2 separate regions of the Columba livia genome follow, and region 1 is linked to region 2. A link is a contact called in public Hi-C data. All regions are on one chromosome and are shown on one strand. The core of a region is the stretch at or near the end of the contact, and the rest is flanking DNA. Distances in the headings are between cores, read along the strand shown. Region 1 holds the start of PLXNA4 (plexin A4). Region 2 overlaps PLXNA4 (plexin A4).

The links. A called contact is a pair of places that touch in the nucleus more often than the background predicts.
Region 1: a contact with region 2 is called in a Hi-C map of liver, with 8 times the contacts expected there. The contact joins the promoter of PLXNA4 here to the enhancer-like site in region 2. A contact is called at or near these places in 2 of 2 Hi-C or Micro-C datasets (crop and liver).

Annotation. Positions count from the first base shown.
Region 1 is chr1:209,167,759-209,172,791 of bColLiv1.pat.W.v2, reverse strand. It overlaps PLXNA4 (plexin A4), which reads left to right and starts at 3,504. Exons shown (of 32, transcript XM_065049321.1): 1 at 3,504-3,735.
Region 2 is chr1:208,939,165-208,944,198 of bColLiv1.pat.W.v2, reverse strand. The region is part of intron 3 of PLXNA4 (plexin A4); the gene reads left to right. Among named protein-coding and RNA genes, the nearest start is that of PLXNA4, 230 kb to the left of the region's middle. Within about 2 kb of position 2,403, at least 1 of the 3 cell types and tissues checked has an H3K27ac peak away from gene starts, as active enhancers do.

The DNA of each region.
Region 1 (5,033 bases), core at 2,255-4,754, 230 kb before region 2:
TTGCAGTTCTCAGCAGAGCAGGGCGAATTGTTTAAACCTTCAACACCCGAAAGACTGGAGGGCAGAAGAGGATGAAAAAGACACCTGGAGGAGCAAACTCATAAGCTGGCAGCCCTCTCCTCGGGCTTTTATTTTTGAGATTTCCCCCGGTTTTCGGGGTTTCCAGAGCTGCCACCAAGCGCGGTCGCTGCAGGTGGCGCTGCGATGTTGGTTTTGAGCGGTGCCGGCGCTCGGCACAAGCCCGGAGCTGTTAACAAGCAGCTCTGGCTTTTAAGCAACTTAAATACCAGGTTGGTTTAACAAAACTTGTAAAATGGCGGGGGAAATAGAAGAAAAAAAGGCCGCCTAACTTCTTAGAGCTTTCATGTGTTCGTTTGTTTAACTGTCTCCCTTGTTTTGTCACTGGTGGCCACTGAGTCTTAAAGCACTCTTGGAAAAAAATAGGTGTTTTCTGTTCTCTAGGTGTTGTTGGAAGTGATTCCTGTGTGTAGCTCAGATAACAAGGCATGAAATGAAATTAAATTAAATGAAAAGTTGTCTGTGCTGTCAGCATCCAGGACTTTATAAGCAATGGGGACCAAAGGGGGTGTTTTGGGGCAGAAATCAGGCGCTGGATGTTGGTTGGATGTAACCAACGTGCTTTTGCCTCTTCCCAGATGATGCTGAGAGCAGCTTTGGTGCTGTTTGGTGCTGAGCCCCGGTGGGTTTTCCCCTAGGGGTGGAGTAGTGGGGGTGCCCAGCACCTCTCCAGAGTGACCCGTGATCTCTGCTGTCACCGCAGCCAGGGGCAAAATATCCACTTGATGACAACAGGGTGAGCCAGGGCCCTCCTTGTCCTTGGGCCCTTTTACTGCAGTTATTCACAGGTCAGGGGAGGTCACTTGGGTTTTTCAGCCCTAACCCTTTTCCGCCCCCGCTGCCTAGTTCACGAAAAGGCCTATAAATAAAGTCTCATTTGTCACTGACTCCTTTATGAACCCAAACAGTGCGGGGATATATTGACTCACGCCATTGTCTTAAGAAGCAGAAGGAATTCGGATTAATTTCTTCCTCCCTGCCAGACAGAGGGAAGTAATCTCAGCGTATCCAGATTATCCCTTTTTAGCAGAACAGTCCAGTTTTAAATGCAAGACCAAATTTCCCAGAGATTTTCATATATTTTATTAAATGGAGCTGCAAGCCAGACTGGACATTAAATAATACAGTACTGCTCACAACAGCAGTGATCTTTAGAGGTTACTAACCTGCCATTGTATCTCTCAGATTTCCGTCTCGCTCTTCCGTTGTCATTTTGCTGTGTTATTACTCTTCAGGCTTCGCATAGTATTCATTTCTCTGAATGAAAACAAATGACTCCTTGCAAGAGGCAGGAGATAAAGAATAATAAATACATTTTATGCACCACCTTAAGAAAGGGCTCCGAATCCCCATCCATCCATCAGGAAATGTAAACCAGAGCTCAGGCAAAACACACACGTGCACACAGGCACGCGCCGAGGAGATAAAACTTGTTTTAAGGAAAACATGATATTGTTGAAAAATAAATATCTTGAAGCATGCAAATAGGCAGCCCCCGGCCCCTGTGTTTTGTGGCATAAATTTAAGATAATTAAAAATACAAAGCTTGGGATTAAGCCTGTTTTTTTCTGTGAATGGTAGAGGCTGTGGGGAGGAGGGGGAGTCCTGCTGTGCTTGGTGCTGTATAACATCCCTCCCGAGAGGAAATCCCTGCCTGTGATTGTGGCTATTGCTCATTTTGAGAGGTGGGACCCCCGTTACCAGCCTCTGTCTGCATCCCTGCTGGATGCCTTCATCTTGTGTGGGATAGGGAGAAGCCGCAGGATCACCTCCAGGGTTTTCCCCTCTCTGCCCTGATGTGAGGATGGCCAACACCCCTGGAAGCAGAGGAGGTCTCCCCAGTTGCTTTCCCACATGTCTGTGAGGTGCCCATCCCCGTGGCATCAGGGCTCCCCCATCTCTACAGGGAAGCAGCCCTGTTGCTACGTGCGGCTATGGACACCCCGAGAGCATCGCTTGTTCCTTCCCACCATCTGCTGTCTGATCTGCTCGCCGCTCCAACAGAGCCCAGATATTATCTGCAGAGTTCAGTTCTCTGCAAGGGGAGAACCAACTTCCACAGCAGTGTCTGCTCTGTGGGGCAACCCGGCCAGCCAGGCCGGCAACCTGCCGGACACAAAACTCAGGCCGTAAGCACTAATAGCTTTGAAAAAAAAAATAAAATACTATTATTCCTACGGCTGCCAGGAATTAAATGAAGACCCAGAGAGCAGAGCAGCTTGCAGCCACTCTCTAGGATTGCTGCTCACCCAAGCTGAGAGATTGATCTTCCTCCGAGCCTCCCCATGCCCTCTCTGATCTGCTCCCCTCCTCGTTTTGTCCCAGCCGGAGGAGAGCGGTAGGGCACACGCTGGAGAGGGAAAAGGGAGGCAGATGCCAGCTAGAGCTGCGATGTCGGGAAGGGTTTTCCTGGGGAGGCAATGGAGGGAGCCGGCAAGATGCTTTCGATTCCTTGATTTTCTTATTTTTTTTTTTTTTAGGAGGTGGGGGCAGCGACATTTCCAAATTAGCCCAATCAGGCTGGAGATCCTAGGTGTCAGTAGTGAGTAGGAGCGAGGGAAGGCACCCGGAGGAGAAATCAAGGCAGCAGCCGGAGTTGCAGCCGTGGGAGAGTGGCTGCGGCGGCGCTCGCAGCCCCGGGCGCTCTCGGAGGCGGCGGCTCCGTCCCCATCCCCATCCCCGTCCCCATTCCCATCCTCTGCAAACTTTGGGACGACGAAAAGCGGCTTGCGGGGGTTGCAGTCCAGACACAGCCATCGCCCCTCTCCCAGAGGTGGGTGGGCTGGTGAAAGGAGGAGCAACTGGGTACTCTGCAAAAAAAAAAAAAAAAACAACAACAACAAAAAATAAGAGGAAAGATAAAAAGAAAAGAGAGGGATTTTTATAATAGTTTCATTTTTGTATTATTATTAGTAGTATTGTCCCTCCCTGCCGTGCTGTGCTCGCGTTGCTACCGCACTTCCACACCTCTCCGGCTTTTTCGTGTTTTTTTTTTTTTTGTTATTATTTTTTGGAAAGAGGGGTGTGTGTGTGTCTGTGTGTGTATTTGCAAAAGAGCCTGGGTGTCGAAGCCCCGCTCCTCAGCCACCATTGGAGAGAGGAAGGGCTGGGGAGGAAGGGCTGGCGAGACAGCCGCAGTGCTAGCCCTCCCCGGCGGGCGGGCAGCGGCGCAGCGGCCGCGGAACAGGCGCGGAACCGTGCGCGGAACCGGGCATGGCCCCGTAGAGCATCCCCTGCCTGCACCCCGCCTGCCAGCTCGCCTGCCTGTATCTACCCCCCCTCTTTCTGATTTAGAGGCGGGGGGGGGGAAGGGCTGGGAGAGGGAGGGAAAGGGTGATTGGGGGGGGGAGTGAAAACTGGAGCTGCGTTTTCCCCCCCCCTCCGCCCCCCCCCGCTTTTCCCCCCCCCGCCGCTCTGGGCGAGCCAGACACGGTTTGCCCAGTGCAGAGAGAGAGGGGCTCCGTGTTCCGCCTCCGTGGAGTATTTGGGATTGGAGAGAGAGACACACACACACGCACACACACACACACAGAGACCATCTGCAGTGTCAATGCGGCGCCTGCTCTGAAGACTGAAGTAGGGGGAAAGGAGAGGAGAAAAATACTATATATACATATATACCAAAACCCACCCAAAGCAAGCGAGGAGCCTTCCCAGGTAAGGATCCCCCCCCGCCCCGCCCGGGCAGCGGGGGCTGGCGGGAGGATGCCCCGGAGGATGCCCCGGAGGATGTCCCGGGAGGGCCGGCGGGGCTGCAGCGGTACCTGCCCTGCACACCTGGCAGGAGTGGAGGGGAGGGGAGGGGGGGACACAGACACACCATGAGAGGTGCCCCCACCCCCCCCGCCGCTTCTCCCCACCCCGAGTGGTGGGGAGGGGGTCGGGGCTGGCGGGCAGGGACCCCCGCGGGCAGCGGGCTGTGCCGAGGGTGGCCGGGCACGGCCCCTCCGCCCCTCCCGGGCTGCCTTGGGAGGATGCTGGGGGGTTCGCAGCGGGGACCTCCGGCATTCCCTCCCCTCCTCCACATGCCCAGCGCGGAGGGGACGCGGTGCCCGGTGTCCACCCCCCCGCCCTGGGTCCTCGGTGGCTTTTTCCCCATGCACAAGGCTCAACTTTTCTCCCCGGAGGTGGCGACTCCAGCGTCGCTGCCTGTTCTTAACCACCCCCTGCCATCCCCGGCTGCGGATTTTCCTCCCCTCGGGGGGTATTTCCCCCCCCGCTCCCGTTGCTCCAGACCCTTCCCCGGGTGAGGGGCTGGAGGCATTTGCAAACTTTTCCTGCTTCCCATGAGGTTGCAGCTGGATGGGGTTGGAGGTAGAGCCCTTTTCCCGGAGAGGCTCAGTGCCTGCCGGGTGACCGATGGATGGGGACAGGGGCCACCCCGGGCGGGGAACACCTAGGAGGGAAGGGGAAACCTCCCTGTCTTTCCCTTTCCTGCAAGGTGCTGGAGAGTTTGACTGCCCAAATCCTGGCTGCAGAGTCAGCTCTGATCAACCTCCCTCCTTCCGTGCATGTGTGCGCTGCAACCGAAACCTGAGTATTGATGCTCTTCATTTATCAGACATATGCCCTTAAATTATGTAGACAGGGAGAAGTGATCTAAACACCGAGCCGCACATGGTTTTGGTGGAAATATAATACTCCGGCAGCAGATGAGTTCCTCCCAGATAAACAAACCCACTATGCTCAGCCCCAGCAGGGCTAAGTGTTGCTTGGGTTTGTAGCGGCTGCGTGTGGCTGCTGCATATCCAGCCCAGGGGAAACACTCCTCCTGGGGCCCCATCTGCTCTCTGTACTGGGAAGGGATGAAGCATTTGCTGCGCTGGATCCGGGTGTAGGACCTGCAGGACTCTCCTCCATGGAAGGTACCAGGTGGAAAGCGTGTGGCTGCGCTCCTCTTCCACAAAACTTCCATCCCGCGTCTGCTCTGCTTTGCTTTCCAGCCCTGCTGCCGA
Region 2 (5,034 bases), core at 1,154-3,653:
TGGGTAAAGGTGTGCACTCAACATGAGTTTGTCTGGGCAGTCTCTGAGTACTCCTATCACTCCTAGCTGATTGACAGATTCTTTTTACTCTTGATATACTGCAAACTGGCCACCTTGCTATACTGCAACAGTGTGATGTAATTGGGAAATCATGAATTCATGGGAAGATCCAGCTCAGACAAGGCATGTGTTCATGTAACAGAGATGGTGGTTGCAAATCCTTTGTTTCCTACTGTCACCTCTGCACTAGCGGCAAGCTCTAGTAGCTCTTACCTAAAACCTGCCCAGTGGCCCATTTTCTGCTTATCTAAAAGAAGAGACAGCTTTATATCTGCAGCTTTTCTAGCTCTGCAGAAGTTGGCTCATGATTGTGCAATAGCATGGCGTCTCAAGATAGACGGTGATCAAGGTGCAGTTCTCTAACCCTCTTCTTGTGTTATGACACGTTGAGCAAATAAACACTGCCCGCAAAATCAAGCATTTCTGTAATAAACCATCCACACATCTTTTCCCACAATCACGGCCAGGAAAGGGTGGATGGTCCATCTGTGAGAGATGTCAGACAGTCACTCAGGCTGAAATTTGTCTCACCTAATGCCAGTCATCAGCACTGAATCAAAATGAGTTGCCGTTTATAGATAATGGAGAGAGACTGGCATCTCCAGAAAGCAATTCACTCCATCTGCCTCAGACAGCTATTCAGGATGGCACAAAACGCCCCGTGGTGAAACCTGTCTCTTTCTATTGACTAGAGGGGAAGCCTGGCTGATTCATTAAGTGAGATTTCTAATTTTTGGGAGGACCATGTTAAACAAGATGAATCCCACGTTTAGTGCATGCCTGGAAGGCACGCAGGTGACTGGTGACAGCAAGACATCTCTGGAGCCAGACACAGCGGGGCTGCTTGGTCCTCATCCATTTGTTTTCAGGTTGGTTTAGTTTGCTCCTCCCAAGTCTTTGCATCCTGGAATATCCTGCTTTGAGCTGAGTTACTAGAAGTGTCACCTCGTTCTGTCATGAGCTGGGGAATAGATGGGAACAGTGTTGTGAGAAACACGGGATCTGAAGGACTACTCCCAAGTCACTCCATCCTCATAGAATCATAGAATAGTTTGCATTGAAAGGGACCTTCCAAGCTCATCCAGTGCCCCCCCTGCCATGAGCAGGGACATCTTCACCAGCTCAGGTTGCTCAGAGCCCCGTCCAGCCTGGCCTGGGATGCCTCCAGGGATGGTTCATCCACCACCTCTCTGGCCAACCTGGGCCAGGCTCTCACCACCCTCAGTGTAAAAAATTTCTTCCTCATGTCTAGCCTGAATATGCCCTTTTTTGGTTTAAAACCATCACCCCTTGTGCTATCACAACAGGCTCTGCTAAAAAGTCTGTCCCCATCTTTCTTATTGGCTCCTTTTAAACACTGAAAGGCCACAATGTGGTGTCCTCCGAGCCTTCTCCAGGCTGAAAACACAGCTCATCAACAGAGCTCCTTCTCCGTGCTGCTCAGATTTTGCAAGGGAGGGAGATTACCCTGTTCCCATTTTACAGATGGGACACTTGAGGCACAAAATAAGATAAGGGACAGCAAAGGCCACTCGTAGGACTGGCACAGGACTTAACCCCTGTACCTCCTGATGCTCCTCTCAGACCCCAGGGGCTGTGTCTGGCTGTGAACATGGACTTGTGGCTTCTCACTGCTGTTTCCCTCCCTGGATAAAGCTGGAAAGTCAAAGGGGATTTTTTAACTCATAGCTGAGACATGGCAAAGCTCTTTGTTTCTGCTCAGGAACACACAAATAATGCACTGATGAGGCTATAAAGGTGATGTCTGGGGTCTGAATTGGCTGTCCGAAATCCCAATGGAGTCCCCTTACTTATATTTCCCAGGAGTTGCCTTCAGACCTTCAGAGAGACAGGAATTTGGGAATTCAGCTCATCTCGTTGTCACTCCTGTCACCTTTGGGGTTTTTTCCTCTCCCAGACCCCCAGGTGCCACTCAAACCTATCCTGTGCCCAGACATGCCACCAGCTCATGGATCATTTGGGATAATTTATCCACTGGGGAAGAACTGACATAACCTGCCCTGAAATCATGAAGCCCCATTCCAGTGTGTTAGGGGCTCGGAGCAAATCCTTTGCTCACTGGAAACTCTGATGGGGGGACAAGGCAGTATATGTTCCACCCCAAAGCATTGCTCTAGAGCTGGGGTGTCTCAGGGAGTTAGGATTCCTATAGGGAACCCACTCCATAAAGCTGCTGACACCCTGTGGCTGTCGAGGAGAAATGCAGGGACTTCCACCAAAGCATTGGGCAAATTTGAGTTTAAAACAAATGTGCTTCCAGGAAAAAGAAAAAAAGCGACTGTTCTCAGAAGAAAAAAAATAAAGGAAAAATAAATCCCCCAGATGCTTCCCAGCTGTGCCTTTTAGTGCTACTGCAGGGACAAAGGTGGCAGCTGGCTGCTTGTGGCTGTCTCTGTTCTGCTCCCAAGGCCACGGGCCAAGGGCAAGAAGCTTTGAAGGGCTCCCAGTTTAGGGGATGGGAGGGAGAAGGCAACTGCAAATAAAGATATAGGACACGGTCACATCCTCCCCAAAAATACCCAACTTAAACTCTTTCTCCTTCCTGTTCCGTATCCCTCCTCTCATTGTTTGTTTGCCACCAGCTGCCAAGATTCTTCCACGCAGAATAATATTTTCCCCACTGTATTTTCTTTCTAAACTGCTGAGAGATCTGTGTACAAACACAAGTTTCTCCCTTTTATAAGCAACCACTTAGTCCTCCTCCAAGAGATCATAACAAAAGCAGAAAACTTAAAAACAAAATAAGAAAAAGGAAAGGCATAACCACCTCTACTCTGCTTCTCACCACAAAGGGGTAGGAGGGGAGTTGTTGGCCCAGGACAAAATTAGCAATGTAATAAGCTTTAGTTTCAGCCTTTGAAGATGAGAGAAGAAGCAGTCGATTGTCATAAAGGGAGCAGACATGTCTCTTGAAACCACAAAGCCTGCAAAGATAGCCTGGAGTCCCAAAAATAAAGGCTTCACACTGCCTTCTTTTGTCACTCCCGGACAGAAATAGTAGTCCAGTGGGAACCATTCCGGCCATGATGAGAAGCACCAGTCTGCTCCGATGGATGCAGCTGGGCCCAGAAGGGTACTGGCGGTGGGAGGAGGTCGGTTCATGGCTCCTGGGGCAGCTGGTCAGGCTCTGGTCTCCATCACCGGGACTGGCATCGCCTGCAGAGGCGAGTCCTCCATTGGGGACATGGTTCTTTCCTCCTGGTATGGAAATGAAGCACCTGAGCCAACGTTGGATTGCTCCCCATGGCCCGTTTTGTAGCCTGTCCTTTGTCTCACCCCGTTTTAAACTTCCCAAGGCGGGCTGGAGGGCTCAGGCTGAGCTCAGGGCTGTGAATGATGCCGGTGACCCAGGAGGCTCCATTGTGGGGTTTTATGGCACATCCATCTCTGCGTGATGGAGTTGTACCTCCTGCATCCCTTAGGGATGTGCCTCCCTCTTTGGGACAGCTGGGAGTCCACTTTCCTTGCTGCAAACCTCTCTGAGAGTGCTAAAATCCAGTGCTTGGGGTTTCATGGTGCAGGACCCAGCCAAAAAAGGGCTGAATGAAACCACCAGCTAGTGAGGGATGCCCTTTCAGATGGCCCTGGGGCTGGCATGGGGACAGTGGGTGGCACCAGGGACAGTGGGTGGCAGTGGGACAACTACTGCAGCTGCGCCATCTGCTGCACACGCAGAGAAGCTTCGGCCAAAACTGAGCGTTTTGGACTAGAAGTGACCAAAAATAATAGGCAGCCAGTTCCCAACCCCCTTCGCTTTCCCCCTTTTTTGGGCTAGATGTGCAGGCATAGCCGCTCACCTCTTCTGCCTTTTGCACCATCTCCCATGGACCAAGGAAACTTTAAATGCAACTTGATAAGCGTTGTTTAATTAACTATTAAAAAGTCTTTTTTTCTCCCATTCTGTCTTATGAGGGGGGTTTGCAGAGAGACAATAAAACAAGTGAGCTCCAGGCACTTATAAATCTGTTTTCCCAAGGGCTCTGTGAAGCATCCTCAAGGGAGTGTGAAGAACTGAGAACGTGAGGTTACTGTGTTTTGTCTCAGTTTCATAAAACTGATCTAATTTCACCCCAACAAAACCTTGAAAACATGGAAAGCTTTCCCTCAAATGGAGATCAGGCTTTGGGAAAGACTGAGAAAACAGCAATTCCAGTAAGAGGTCTGTTTTCAAGCAAATCCTTAGTACTGCAGATGTTTCAAACTGTTGTTTGGATGAAGTGTGTACCTTGAAATGCGTGAGATTTTGCGTATTATATCTCCCTTATTTGGAATTTCACTAAATAACACCCCAAACTTTGAGAATATGAAACACCAGTACTAGCCACTCTGGCAGGACTTCAAGGAAAAGCAGTTGCTCCTACTCTGGAGATTTAGGGTCCTGTTTCTTTTCTTGCAGTCAACAGTTCACAATAGTTCCTCTAGAATCCCTAATGCTGTTGGTGTGTAAATCTGGAGTAACCTCATTGAATCACTCCGGCATGAAGCTGGGGGTAATGACAGAAACAAATGGTTGCTCTTAGGAGTGATTCTACTGAAGCCTGAACCATTGCTTCTGTGAAAAGGGAGGTTCAGCTCTTACATCCCTCATCGTTCAACTAGTCTACACTCACCTGGGGTTTCTTGGGTAGGGCCCTGCTAGGAGAGACAACCTGTGCAAGGACAAAGCCGGGAGACCCGTGTGAATGGCAAGGAAGACCAGCACAGATGAAAGGAGTAATTATCCATCTCAATACCCTCCCTCCCAAGCAACCCTTGGCAGGTATATCTGATCCCTGAGTCTTTTGTGTCATGACTGGCACTTGCTGTATTGACGCTGAACTCCTGACCTTGTTTTGTCTCGTGCCACGACCTCCTGTCAAAATGGCTCTGGGTAGAGTTTCATTGCCCGGGTTACCTCGAGGTCCCAGAGGAAAGTGATCTCTCATCATTCCTCCCCAGGGAAGTAGTGGGGTC